3 separate regions of the Pan troglodytes genome follow, and regions 2 and 3 are each linked to region 1. Evidence: chromatin contacts called from public capture Hi-C data. All regions are on one chromosome and are shown on one strand. Each heading gives the region's core, a stretch centred on a gene start, on an enhancer-like site or on the middle of the called end of the contact. The rest is flanking DNA. Distances are from core to core; before and after follow the strand shown.

What was found. Capture Hi-C pulls out chosen DNA fragments and counts their contacts.
Region 2: a capture Hi-C map of stem cell-derived neural stem cells shows a contact between it and region 1, with 2.3 times the contacts expected there. The contact joins two enhancer-like sites. A contact is called at or near these places in 4 of 7 Hi-C or Micro-C datasets (blood, induced pluripotent stem cells and stem cell-derived neural progenitor cells), 1 of 1 datasets of contacts at active chromatin or transcription factors (stem cell-derived excitatory neurons) and 1 of 1 other capture datasets (stem cell-derived neural stem cells).
Region 3: a contact with region 1 is called in a capture Hi-C map of stem cell-derived neural stem cells, with 2.8 times the contacts expected there. The contact joins two enhancer-like sites. A contact is called at or near these places in 3 of 7 Hi-C or Micro-C datasets (induced pluripotent stem cells and stem cell-derived neural progenitor cells), 1 of 1 datasets of contacts at active chromatin or transcription factors (stem cell-derived excitatory neurons) and 1 of 1 other capture datasets (stem cell-derived neural stem cells).

What each region holds. Positions count from the first base shown.
Region 1 is chr2:173,577,328-173,581,357 of NHGRI_mPanTro3-v2.0_pri, reverse strand. The region is part of intron 2 of CLDN11 (claudin 11); the gene reads right to left. Among named protein-coding and RNA genes, the nearest start is that of CLDN11, 7.2 kb to the right of the region's middle. Within about 2 kb of position 2,072, at least 7 of the 24 cell types and tissues checked have an H3K27ac peak or open chromatin away from gene starts, as enhancers often do. A contact at or near this core is called in stem cell-derived neural stem cells, where this site is marked.
Region 2 is chr2:173,953,822-173,957,851 of NHGRI_mPanTro3-v2.0_pri, reverse strand. The region is part of intron 4 of LOC129143652 (a long non-coding RNA gene); the gene reads right to left. Among named protein-coding and RNA genes, the nearest start is that of RPL22L1, 70 kb to the left of the region's middle. Within about 2 kb of position 2,336, at least 1 of the 24 cell types and tissues checked has an H3K27ac peak or open chromatin away from gene starts, as enhancers often do. A contact at or near this core is called in stem cell-derived neural stem cells, where this site is marked.
Region 3 is chr2:173,842,767-173,846,796 of NHGRI_mPanTro3-v2.0_pri, reverse strand. All of the region lies in intron 3 of LOC129143652 (a long non-coding RNA gene), which reads right to left. Among named protein-coding and RNA genes, the nearest start is that of SLC7A14, 110 kb to the right of the region's middle. Within about 2 kb of position 1,951, at least 2 of the 24 cell types and tissues checked have an H3K27ac peak or open chromatin away from gene starts, as enhancers often do. A contact at or near this core is called in stem cell-derived neural stem cells, where this site is marked.

The DNA.
Region 1 (4,030 bases), core at 823-3,322:
GAGGGCAGTGGTGCAATCTCGACTCACTGCAGCCTCATTCTCCCGAGCATCGATCCTCAGCCTCCCAAGTAGCTCGGATCACAGGTGCACACCACCAGGCTGGCCTAACTTTTGTATTTTTAGTAGGGATGGGGTTTTGCCATGTTGGCCAGGCTGGTCTCGAACTCCTGGGCTCAAGCAATCTGCCCGCGTCTGCCTTCCAAAGTGCTAGATTACAGGCGTGAACCACCATGCCTGGCCCCAGTGAACCTTTTTTCAAGCTTTGTCACTTCCCACTGAAAGGACTTTTTCTTTTTTCTTTTTCTTTTTTTTTTTTTTTTGAGACAGTCTCACTCTGTCGCCCAGGCTGAAGTGCAGTGGCATGATCTCAGCTCACTGCAAACTCCGCCACATGGGTTCAAGCAATCCTCGTGCCTCAGCCTCCTGAGTAGCTGGGATTATAGGCACCTGCCACACCTGGCTAATTTTTGTAGTTTTTGTTTTTTGGTTGGTTTTTTTGTTTTTTGTTTTTTTGAGATGGATTTTTGCTCTCGTTGCCCAGGCTGGAGTGCAATGGTGCGATCTCGGCTCACCACAACCTCTGCCTCCTGGGTTCAAGTGATTCTCCTGCCTCAGCCTCCCAAGTAGCAGGGATTACAGGCGTGTGCCACCATGCCCTGCTAATTTTGTATTTTAAGTAGAGACAGGGTTTCTCCATGTTGGTCAGGCTGGTTTCGAACTCCCGACCTCAGGTGATCCACCCACCTCAGCCTCCCAAAGTGCTGTGATTACAGGCGTGAGCCACCACGCCCAGCCCTGAAAGAACTTTTAAAAGCATCATTTCTAGCACAAAGCAAAATTTTCATTAAAATCATTTAAATTATTCTGACTTCTTACATTAGTAATAGCGAAAAAAATCTTTCTTGATATGCTATCTAAGATTTCCTTTAAAAAATCTGAAGACTGGAAGAAATGGAGAAGTGGAAAGATGAAGCATATATTACAGCCATGAGTTGATCACTGTTGAGGAGGTTGGGTTCACAGGGGTTTATTATACTATTCCTCTACTTTTATATAGGTCTGATATTTTCCAAAATAAAAACGTTCTTAAAGACCTTCTTGGCCAGGTGCGGTGGCTCACGGCTCAGGAGTTCGAGACCAGCCTGCCCAATATGGTGAAACCCCATCTCTACAAAAAATACAAAAATTAGCCGGGCATGGTGGCACATGCCAGTAATCCCAGCTAGTCGGGAGCCTGAGGCAGAAGAATCGCTTGAACCCGGGTGGCAGAGGTTGCAGTGAGCCAAGATTGCGCCACTGCACTCTAGCCTGGGCGACAGAGCAAAGGTCCGTCTCAAAAAATAAAAATAAAAAGAAGGAAATTGACATGATTGGAAGAATACCCAGCTGCTCTCTGGGTATTCTTTTAACCAGCTAACCAACAATAACAATAATAATAGCAACCATTTATTGAGCACTTACCATGTGCCAGATCCTATGCTAAATAATTTTCACACATCATTTCACTGTTTTTACTAACCTGAGAGGCAGGCGTTATTGTTCCCATTTTATGGAAGGGACCAGAGACATTAAGGAACTGCCCCAGTTCACACAGCTAGAAAGTAGTAGGTTCCAGATTCAGCACAGTTGGATCTGACTCCAACTGATAAGATCAAACAATTCAGGGCACAGGCACCTCCTGCCTTGGCAGGGACTCTTGAAAAGCCACAAACAGATTAGCCTCAAATCCACCACAGATCTGAGAGCCTGCTGCTCCTGTACTACTCATCTGGCTTTAGAAGCAACTGGCTCCTATTTCTTCCTCCACAGCAGGAACCAAATCCTCACACCATTAAACGTAACTGCTGAGAAGATAAAGTTGTACAACAGACATAATTTTTTTAAGCTTTCACAGAAATAATTACAGATTTTCAGGGTCAGGAAAAACTGATTTTAATTAGCAGTGTTCACAGTTCCCATACCAGGACTAGCTGTGACACTGTGTCCAGTTCCCAGGCCCCCGAAACCCAGGAGGTGCCTCATCTTCTTTGGTCGAATGAGGTGTGTTTGTTCAGCCCCATTCAGTGACCCTGAGGACCTTGCACAGGCCTAGCGCTGGCTTCTCTGGGGGAGTGACAGAAACAGTCCAGAGCAACACAAAGGGAGCCTTCAGTCCCCGTGCTCCTCCCACCACTGCCAACAGGGGAAACAAGGCACTTGGGGCTCCGTGGTGAGAAGACCTAGAGGAGATCAGCAGGTGCCATGCTTGAGACAATGAGCTTTACATTTCCAGAGCTAGCTCGTTCCAGTCAAAACAACATCCAGCCCAAAGGCAGTGGTGATCCACTGAGAAACCAATCTGGATAGGAGCAAAGCAGGCAGACAATATTGGAAATGCAAGGCCGTAAAAGGGCAATGAGGGGACTCTGGTGAGTGTCCGGAAATGGGCAGCCTCCTTGGGTGGGGTCAGGTCCCTCCATATCCCGCTTCCCCCATAGTTTCACTCCAGACAGGCAAACAGGGACTGAGGTACTCACCCACTCCCCAGCCCCACCTTGCTTTCTTCCTCTGTGATTCTGCCTATCTATATCAACCCACTTTTAGAAGATAAAGAAAAACAAATTCAGCGAGGAAGTTTCAAACCACCGGTTGCTTTTTCCTTCAATATCCCTGATTATTCAACTAAACAATTCTGTTGTTTTTAGGGTTGTTTAAACTACGTATACTTTGCTTTTATCCGTCTATTTTCCAGGGTTCGTATGTTTGTTTTAGTGTGTTCTCTTACTTGTGGATACCTGTGACATTCATATGGACGGCCAGAATTTCTAAACATGAGCACTCAACACAACAGACCCACCTTTTGGCTCTGCCATCTTCAGAGCCCAAGAGAACCTTCCGGGGCTTCTGTGAGAATGTGAGGAAAGTAACAAACAGCAAGTGTCTAGGAGAAGGGTTTCACCTGGATTCTGCAAACCAAGTTTACTTGTGGAGCTTTGACTTTCCTGTTGGAAAGGGAGTCAGACAATAGATCTGACCTCCATAGAGCACTGCAAGAGGGGGCCCCTGTGAGTCAGATAAAGCACCGGATGCTGATATGTGTTCCGTGTGACGCTGGCACACAAATTCTTTGTGGCTGGAACCAAAATTTCCACATTCAGATTTTTCTCTGGAAATTACAGTGGCCTTTTCACTCCTGTTAACACACACACACGCACACACACACACACACACACCCTTGTGGCTTCACAAGAACCTGCAAACCTCCGTCCCTTTGCAATCCTGGAAAATGGTGCCCTACCTCTCATGTCCCCTCACCTTACTGGTGTCATTGTGAGTGTGAGGCCTCCAGATGGGAGGTACCCACCACTAAGTGGCATCAACCCACACAGAAACCTGACCCCTTATCCTTACCCCTCAAATTCATTATCTGATATGCCAATCTGGGGGTATGAATTCCTTGTTTCAGAAGAAGGTGATTTTATATCTAACCCATTACCAGACTAATTTGTTGTCACTGATATGCGCACTTTGCAACAAGAGTTGTTCTTAAAATTCATATTGTCTATTAGGATTTAGAATGTGCTAATGAAACTAGCATCTGAGGGAAAAAAACGGAGAGAAATTAAATCACTGACAAGAATAGAGCTAGAAGGACCCTCCATAGGTTGTTAAATGAAGCCCTCTATGTGCAGGTATAATCGGCAAAACCAAATGAGCACATGCCATTTCCTGTCCCTGGACTGTCCCTCCCCTCAATTCATGACCAGCCCACCTCCTCTTCAAGTCTCAGAGCTTACTGCTGGGTTCTTCTGCTCTGGAAACTCATCCAGTCTGGGTTAGGTGCCTTCCTATGTGTATGCACAGACTATATACCTTTTCTACATAAGCACATACCATATTCTATTGAGGTTTCCAAGTACACTCAAAGCAAAGACGGCCTATTTTCCCCAGTGTCCCCAGTACCTACCATGGTGTCTGGCCCACATGCTCAAGGAAGGCTTACTGAGTTAAAGGACGGAGCCATCACCTGATGGTCTAACCACCCTCAACT
Region 2 (4,030 bases), core at 1,087-3,586, 380 kb before region 1:
CCTTTGTTTTTATTGCATTTGCTTTTAGGTTCTTGGTCATGAAATCCTTGCCTAAGCCAATGTCTAGAAGGGTTTTTTCCAATGTTATCTTCTAGAATTTTTAATAGTTTCAGGTCTTAGGTTTAAGTCCTTAATCCATCTTGAGTTGATTTTTGCATAAGGTGAGAGACGATAATCCAGTTTCATTCTCCTACATGTAGTGAAATGATCTTGTTCTACATGCATCTCACTCTGCTTTTACTTCTCGCTTGCAGAGCAAGAGGGAGGAAAACTGCTGCTTCTATGATAGAAGCACTGCAGACTGAGGCTTCATGGAACTTTCTGTAGATTTCCTCCAGGATGAAGGGCTTAGCATATGGAATTATAGATCTTCTGGGCTGAAGGTGACCTTAGACAAGCCTGGCTCCCTCTCAGCTGAGGAGGAGGCTGGAACCCAGAGGGTCACATGGCTGATAGATGTCTGAACTGTCTCCTGACTCCTAATCTAGTGCTCTGGCTTTGATCTACAGACCATAAACATGGCACCCTTTTTCAGCTCAAAGGACCAAATAGCTTTCTTGTTCCTCAGTAAATCATCACATTTGCACTGCAAAGCTTGTTTAAAATAGAGTGGGTGATTGTCATAACAACATGTGGTTAAAAAAACAAAGTAGAAAGAAAAAGATGATGACTTTTGGGGAAGCTAGTTAGATTTTTGATAAAGAGGCCATTTTAGTTACTTTTAAAAGAAGTAGGGAAAATATTCTGTGCATTAAGCCTTTAAAGCAGAAAAGGAAAATTTAAATGTGATTTATTTATTTATTTATTTATTTACCTACCTTCAAGATGATCAAAGGTTGAACTAATTTACATTTAGCTTTAGCTAAATGTAAAGAAAAAAAGTCATCTGAGATTGAATTTGAATTGAAATGGACTTTTCTGGTCACTGGGCAAGATTTTAAAGGAAGGAAGAAAATTGTTCCCCATTCCCATTCTCTAACAGAAATGTTAGCAAGCTTTGGGTTATTCATCTGAGAAATTTTTCTTAGCACCATTAAAACACATCAGTGAGTAGACTTTAAATCTCTACTGTAATGTATAGGAGATGAAAGGAATCATGTTTGGCATGCAGCTGTTTTATCAAAAATAAGGAACATGTAGTTCGTTTGTGAACGAAAGACTTTAGTTTTCGCAAATTGGGATGGGAGGCAGAGATTTAAAGGGCAGAGGCATAGCTGACTCCCAAGAAGACCCTGCAAAACTTGCAAACCTTCAAAAAATGACAGGTCCCTCAGTATCAATGTGAGGGCATTTGTCCATATAATGTAGAAAACAGTTGTCCTTCAGGGAACAGAATTTAAACTACAGATAGGTCATACAGAGCGAGGGCAGTGATTATTTCCCTGAGTCTTGTGATCTGCCTTTTTCTTTAAGTTGCACTCAGACTAGCAAACTGATGGGTGAGCAGTCCCACCTTTTTTTTTTTTTTTTTGAGACGGAGTCTTGCTCTGTTGCCCAGGATGGAGTGCAGTGGCGCGATCTCAGCTCACTGCAACTTCCACCTCCTGGATTCAAGCAATTCGTTACTCAGCCTCCCGAGTAGCTGGGATTACAGGCGCCTGTCATCACGCCCGGCAAATTTTTGTATTTTTAGTAGAGACGAGGTTTCACCGTCTTGGCCAGGCTGGTCTTGAACTCCTGACCTCATGATCCACCCACCTCCACCTCCCAAAGTGCTGGGATTACAGGTGTGAGCCACCACGCTGGGCCTCCCCAATATTTCCTGATAGGAATAGCTCACAGTGCCTAAACTATTTATGCAAACAATGTGGTTTACACTGAAAATCTGCTTCCCTTCTGGGAGTTTGGAATTTTGGTATGTGAAAACCCTGGGTGCTAAGTCTCAATGAACTTTTCTGGAAGACAACATTTTATGCATGTTGTCACAACTCATTGCTGGAAGAATTTAGCATGTGCTGTGCAATTCCAATGGGAGAAGATTCTTGGAGCTTGTGCCTGGCTTCCCCCAACATCACCCCATGTGTCTTTTATCTTTGCTGATTTACTGTGTATCTTTTCACTGCAATCAATTTTAGCCATGAGTACAACAATATGTTAAGTCATGTGAGTCCTCTTAGTGAATCATCTAAGCTGGGGGTGATCTTTGGGACACCACCCCCGTAAACAGCAGGATTAAGGGAAATAATAAAGGATGGTAAGGCCTCCGGTGATTAGCAAGAGAGGAATGCCAGGAAGGGGCAGGAGAAGGAAGCCGTTACTAGACCTCTGTGAGAGCTGGAGCTGCAGAAAGCGGGGGACAGTTTACAAGAACTGAAGCTCTATGGAGAAACACAGCCACTGACCAAACACATCCCTCTCTGTCTCTTCTGGACCTCCAATATCCTGCTGGTGCCTCCCAATAGCCACTCTGCTGGAAGGCAGAGGCCAAGGGATCCTGGGTGAAGTAAGCCTCCTATGGCACAGAGTAGGAGACAGAAGGTGAAGAATGGATCTGAGGGGGAAAATGGAGAATAACTAGGACAAGTTTAGAAACAAATCCCTTAAAAATATTGCTAAGCCAAGTTGATAAGTCAGCTTATTAATAAAAGGCAATATTTCATAACATTGCATTATTCAACAACCCTGGATAGACCCTCATTGCACATACAGAATAAAGTCCAAATTATGTTGCATGGCATTCCAAAGCCCTTCTTAATCTGGCCCAAGATGCCAGCTTTAGCTCCCTCTCCACTGTCTCCTCACCCCACAGTCGTGTGTCTTTTACACTCCTTGTCAACCAGCATCAGCATTTCTTTAATACAGCAGCATCCTCCCACCTTCGTATTTTGTTACCTCTTCTTTGTACTTTGTATGTTACCTCTAGTAACCTCAGATTAATGAAGTCTCACCAGTCCTTAGAACCCAGCTCAACTGCCATACTGCTTACAAAGCATTTTCAAACTCCACCCTCTCCCCCAGAAAATAAACCTGCCCCATGGTACTGATCAGCCTACCTCAGGTCAGGTTTGGGTTAATGTCCACCCTTCTGAGCCCTCTTCAGTGTCCAGGGCAGAGACCATAGGCACCACCTAGGAATGCCCAACTGAGCCCCGAACTATGAATTTTCTCACACATTGTCTTCCTTCGTGTGGTAACCATTTCCGGTGCTAATCTGGTACCCTACTGGATGCTGCATATTGTTCACACCCAACCAATGCAGGCTCTAGACCTGTGTTTCTGCAGACCCCAGAGTAAGTGCTGGAACTCTATCCCCTGGGCCTAGAGTAACTTAGTTCCCTTGGAGAACTGCTCCCTTGGAGAACTGCTCCCTTGGAGACTGGTACTGGGTATTGTCCATTTCCTCACTAGGTTATGACCATCTTGAAGACAGTGACTGTCACACATTCATCTTAACACTCTCAGCATTGATTAGTACAGTGAATTGTGCATAGAGGGTGTTTAATACACATTACTGAATTAAATTAATTGGAATAAAAATAAGTAGAATAATAACAACTTTTTTTTACACTCTAATCTCTGTAACTTTTAGAAGTCAGGAAAGTAGACTGTTCCAGTTTCTAGTTTTAAACTTGAGAGCCCTAAGAAATAAGGGCTATGAAGATGAATCGTCTCTGAAGGAAGACCTTTTCTGTACCCTGGAGACTTTGTCTTTGACAGACAAAATGAATCAGCCATTTTAGAAGGAAGGAAAGGTTTCTGTGATATGACCTCCCCTTTCACTTAGACAAATTAATACACAAAGTGAAAACTTGCAATTTTAATTATAAAGTCAGCTTTTTCAATTCCTAAACTAAAAAAAGAAGACTTTAGAATTACTACCAAAGATTCAAAGTCATTCTGGAAACTGTTTTATGTGTGCATGGACCTTGCTTTTTTTCTTTTCCTAAGGCCATGTAGAATAAAAACTTGATTAAAAATAAATTTTTAATATTTCAGTAAGTGGTATCCTAGCAACAAGAAGTGAGAGAGTGGAATGAATAGATACAAACTGTGGATAGACATTCCATCTGAAATTGTTTTTAAAGGCAGT
Region 3 (4,030 bases), core at 702-3,201, 270 kb before region 1:
TATAAGATTAATCTTCACATTGACAAAATCAGCTGAAGCATTTATAAACATCATCTTCATTGATAGTTGCCAAATACCATTATGGTTTTGATGATTTTCACATGAAACATTTGATCCTAACTGATCCAGTTGTTAGTATTATTCACAAATTATTTCTGGCTTTCATTTTCTAGACATTGAACTTCACTTCCTCCTTGGAAGCTAGATTTGGCCGTGTGATTAACTACAGTTAATGTTTGTGAGTGGAAGCCTTAAAAGTTGATGTGCAATTTGCTACATTCCCTTCCCACTGCCAAATGTTGGTGAAAACGTGTCAAGATGATGCCTCTGCCAGCTTGAGTCTTCATATCCTTCTTCTGACTTGCTTTGGACATGTAGTATCATGGAGAACTAGGATTTCAAACTGGATCATTTTGAGAGTAAAAGGGACAACAGGCACAATTTGACAATGTATGTTCATCCTAGTGTAACTTGTAATGTTAAGCCACTGAGACCTGGGGGTTGTTTTTTTACCGCAGCATAACCTAGCCTATCTTGATTGATATATCAATGCATGTATAGAAATGCTCAATAACTCATTCTTAGAAGTGCAACAAATGACTCATGTTGCACTATAACTGTGTGAGGTTGATAAGAAAATGGATTCTAACATCTAGGCCTAAGGTGAGTCAGCTACATGGACACTGACAAGTGAGTAACCTGCTGGGATCAAGAGCTCTTGGCTTCCAAGTGAAGGCTCTTTTTCAGATCTTTCCAAGCAAATGTTACCAAGGAGCTACATTCAGGACAAAAGCTGCTGACATGAGAAAAGGGTTAGTATAGCCCAGGAAGACTAGCCTCGGGCTTGTCTGTATGACCGTATATGCTTAAGAATATGGCACCAAGTTTCTACTGTGGAGGAGCCTGAGCCAACCTACAGAATGTTTGATTTGACCAGCAGAGTATTGTAGACAAAACATGAATTTGCAGCCCTTTCAGTTGAGGAAGCACTCTCAGCTTTGCCACTGCCCTTTGTTTCTTTCTGTCATTTGATCCTGCTCTTTTCCACTTCTTCACCTCAGTTGTATTACCTGCCTGGCTTTTGAAGACATTTGAGTTTGGACCTCTGCAGGGAACCATTGTACCTGAGATGGAAAGCACAGCAGCCCGCATGGACAGAAACAGGGCACTTCACCTCTGCAGTGTTCCTTCCATAACCCCAGTCTAATCATGAGCAAAATAATCAGACAAACCCAGATTAGGAGACATCCTACAGGATACCTGGACAGCATTCCTAAAGCCTGTCAAGATCACGAAAAACAAGGAAAGACTGAAGACTGTCATAGGCCAGAAGCAAATGGAGAGACATGGCAACTAAATGCAATGTAGTGTCCTGGATCAGATACTAGAATAGCAACAGGTCATCAATAGGAACACTGGTGAAGTCTGAAGAATGTCTGGAATTTAGATAACAGTTACGTACCAATAATGGGCTCTTAGTTTTGACAAATGTACCATGGCAATGTAAGACATTAACAATGGGAGAAACTGGGTGAGGGGTATACAGGAATTCTCTTTGCTTATATGTGTGACTTTTCTGTAAATCTAAAATTATTCCAACATAAAAAATTTAAAAATCCTTCTTTGTATAGCGATGAAAATGGAATGAGCCCATCCAGAACCCATTTCTTCCCTTCTCTCCACATTCCAGATACTTGAGATGCAGTAATTCTTTGCTCACATGTCTCCAGACCTACACAGGACTCTTCTACATCTCCATCTTCCACATGGAGACTATGCTACCATTATAAATCTGTCTAGGCCCTTGTGGTCCCCAAAAGGAGGCTGTTTACAAGCTCGTGTGGACAGGGCTTGGATAGATAAGCTAGTGTGCCTATGTGCAGGAGGCTCCTTGTGGGGTCGGATGAAGCCAGGGGATGGGAAAAGAGGGTGAGTGGGCTGCCAGTGGGGATCCCTAGCTGTCCCAGGTCATCACATTCTGGGGAGAACTCTGAGAAGTCCAAGAAGGCTGCAGCTGAGCTTGGCCTCTCAGATCTTTACACATATTTATGAAAGTAGGAGGACGGAACATATTAATTCATCAGTCTCTTAGCTTGATGTAAAACTTTTAGGTATCCAGACATATGGTGCGTGGGCCTCCACTGGTATCTGAGTGGGAAGACACATGGGCCAGGTGCTGTGAATCTCTCTCCGCACCTGCTAGAAGTGGTGCTCAGGGCTGTTGCCCTTCACCTTGCTTTGCAGTGTGTATTTCTTAGTAGAGGTTGCAGAAGCCCAATCAAACAAGCAGAATGTGGCACAGCAGCCTCAGGACAGAATTCACCCTCCCTCTACCCCACGCCGCATCCCAGGGCTGGAAATGTTACCCAAGTGGGGATAAAGGATATCACGGCTTTTTGTACAAAAGGTCCACATGTCAAAATACATGTGGTTGGCTTTAAACACAAGGAGAAAGACACAAAAGGATCCTGGTTGAAGTCTTATGGGAAAAATGACCAGGACCAATGCTGAAATTTTATCAAGGAGCAGGCATATCTTTGCTCTGCAGGAACTGGGGAAGTGTGTATATGTGTGTGTTGAAGGGATGGGGACCAATCCACTCCAAGGTCAGATCTGCTCTGAAAGCCAGGCCACTGTGCCCCACGTTTTCAGAATAAGGCATCAGATCCCACCCAGGGAACGGCATCTGGGGTCACCGTGTGGCCTTCACCTTCACCTGCCTCCTCTAGACTCAGAACATGTTAGAGAGCTCCACAATGGACACCTTTATATAAACATAAAATATAAAAATACAGAAAGCATATATTTATAAACAATAAATAAATAGGTAAACACAATAAAATTTAAATAAATATGCATAAATAGAATACACATTTTATAAAAAGGAAGCCTGCAGAAGACACACAGCTTTCCTAACACACATAACGCCCAGGCCGGCCAGGCCGGCCAGGCACTTCCAGCTGCCTCCGGCACACTGCCACTAGGGGGAGCGGGGTCCCTGCACTTCCTGTGGTGGTGGTGGTGGTTATTCTCCAAGACATTTTAAAGGCCCCACTTCATCCTCTTTTTTATTTTTCCCACTCTCCTGCCCACAGAGCCCAGAACAAGAAGGAAATGGAAACAATGAGAGAAGACATCTTTTCTCCTAACAGTAGGTTCTCACTCAAGTCTCGCCCACCCCGGGGGATTCTGACTCAGTTGGTCTAACTAGGGTATAGTCTGGGCATCAGGAGTTTTGAAGTTCCTTGCATTGTTCTGCTGCTCTAACACCCCCACACCTGGGAAGATGTTTTCTGTTTTAGGCCAACGTTTCCCAAACTGCCATGCCACTGAGACTTCATTCAGGAGAAAGACATCCTTGGGCATCCTTTCAGCAGCACTGGGCAAATCCATGCTATAAGTGTAGACACAATAATGGTGAACTTGTACTTCATGCAGTGTCAATAGACACATAATACTCTCCCCCATTGCTTGCTATTAGCACCATATTTGGCACAGATAAAAATCAATATAAAAATAGCTTACTGCAAGGGCTAGAACTTAAATACCTAAACTATTTCACTATTTTAAAAAACACAGCCTTAGGCAATAATTTGTTTCAAGACTTTTAAGTGCTAAGTAAATATTTTAAATTGTAAAATTATGATACGTATTCTTGATAATTACTAGGCTTCTCATTTGCACAGAGGTCCTTTGCATATGAATCTGAAGGCACCAAGCCTTTTTTTTTTTTTTTCCAGAAAAGATGTAAGGAATCTTGAAGGGTAGACTCAGCTCCTTGGAATGCTCTTCACTGATCACTTGTCCTGAGGCCAAAGCAGGCAAAGCCCCAGGGGCAGCTCTAGAATGTCTGTGAGAGACTTAATCCTAATGCTGACAGCCTGGTGGCACAGACTGCCTGCTAGGCCCATGTCTCCTGCCCCCACTGAACTGTACTTTCCCTCTTTGTTAAAAGGAAGAGAAGCAATCCAGAAAAGAATTTGAAAAAGGAAATGAATTGGAATGTCACTGGTAATAGTCTCTGCCTCTA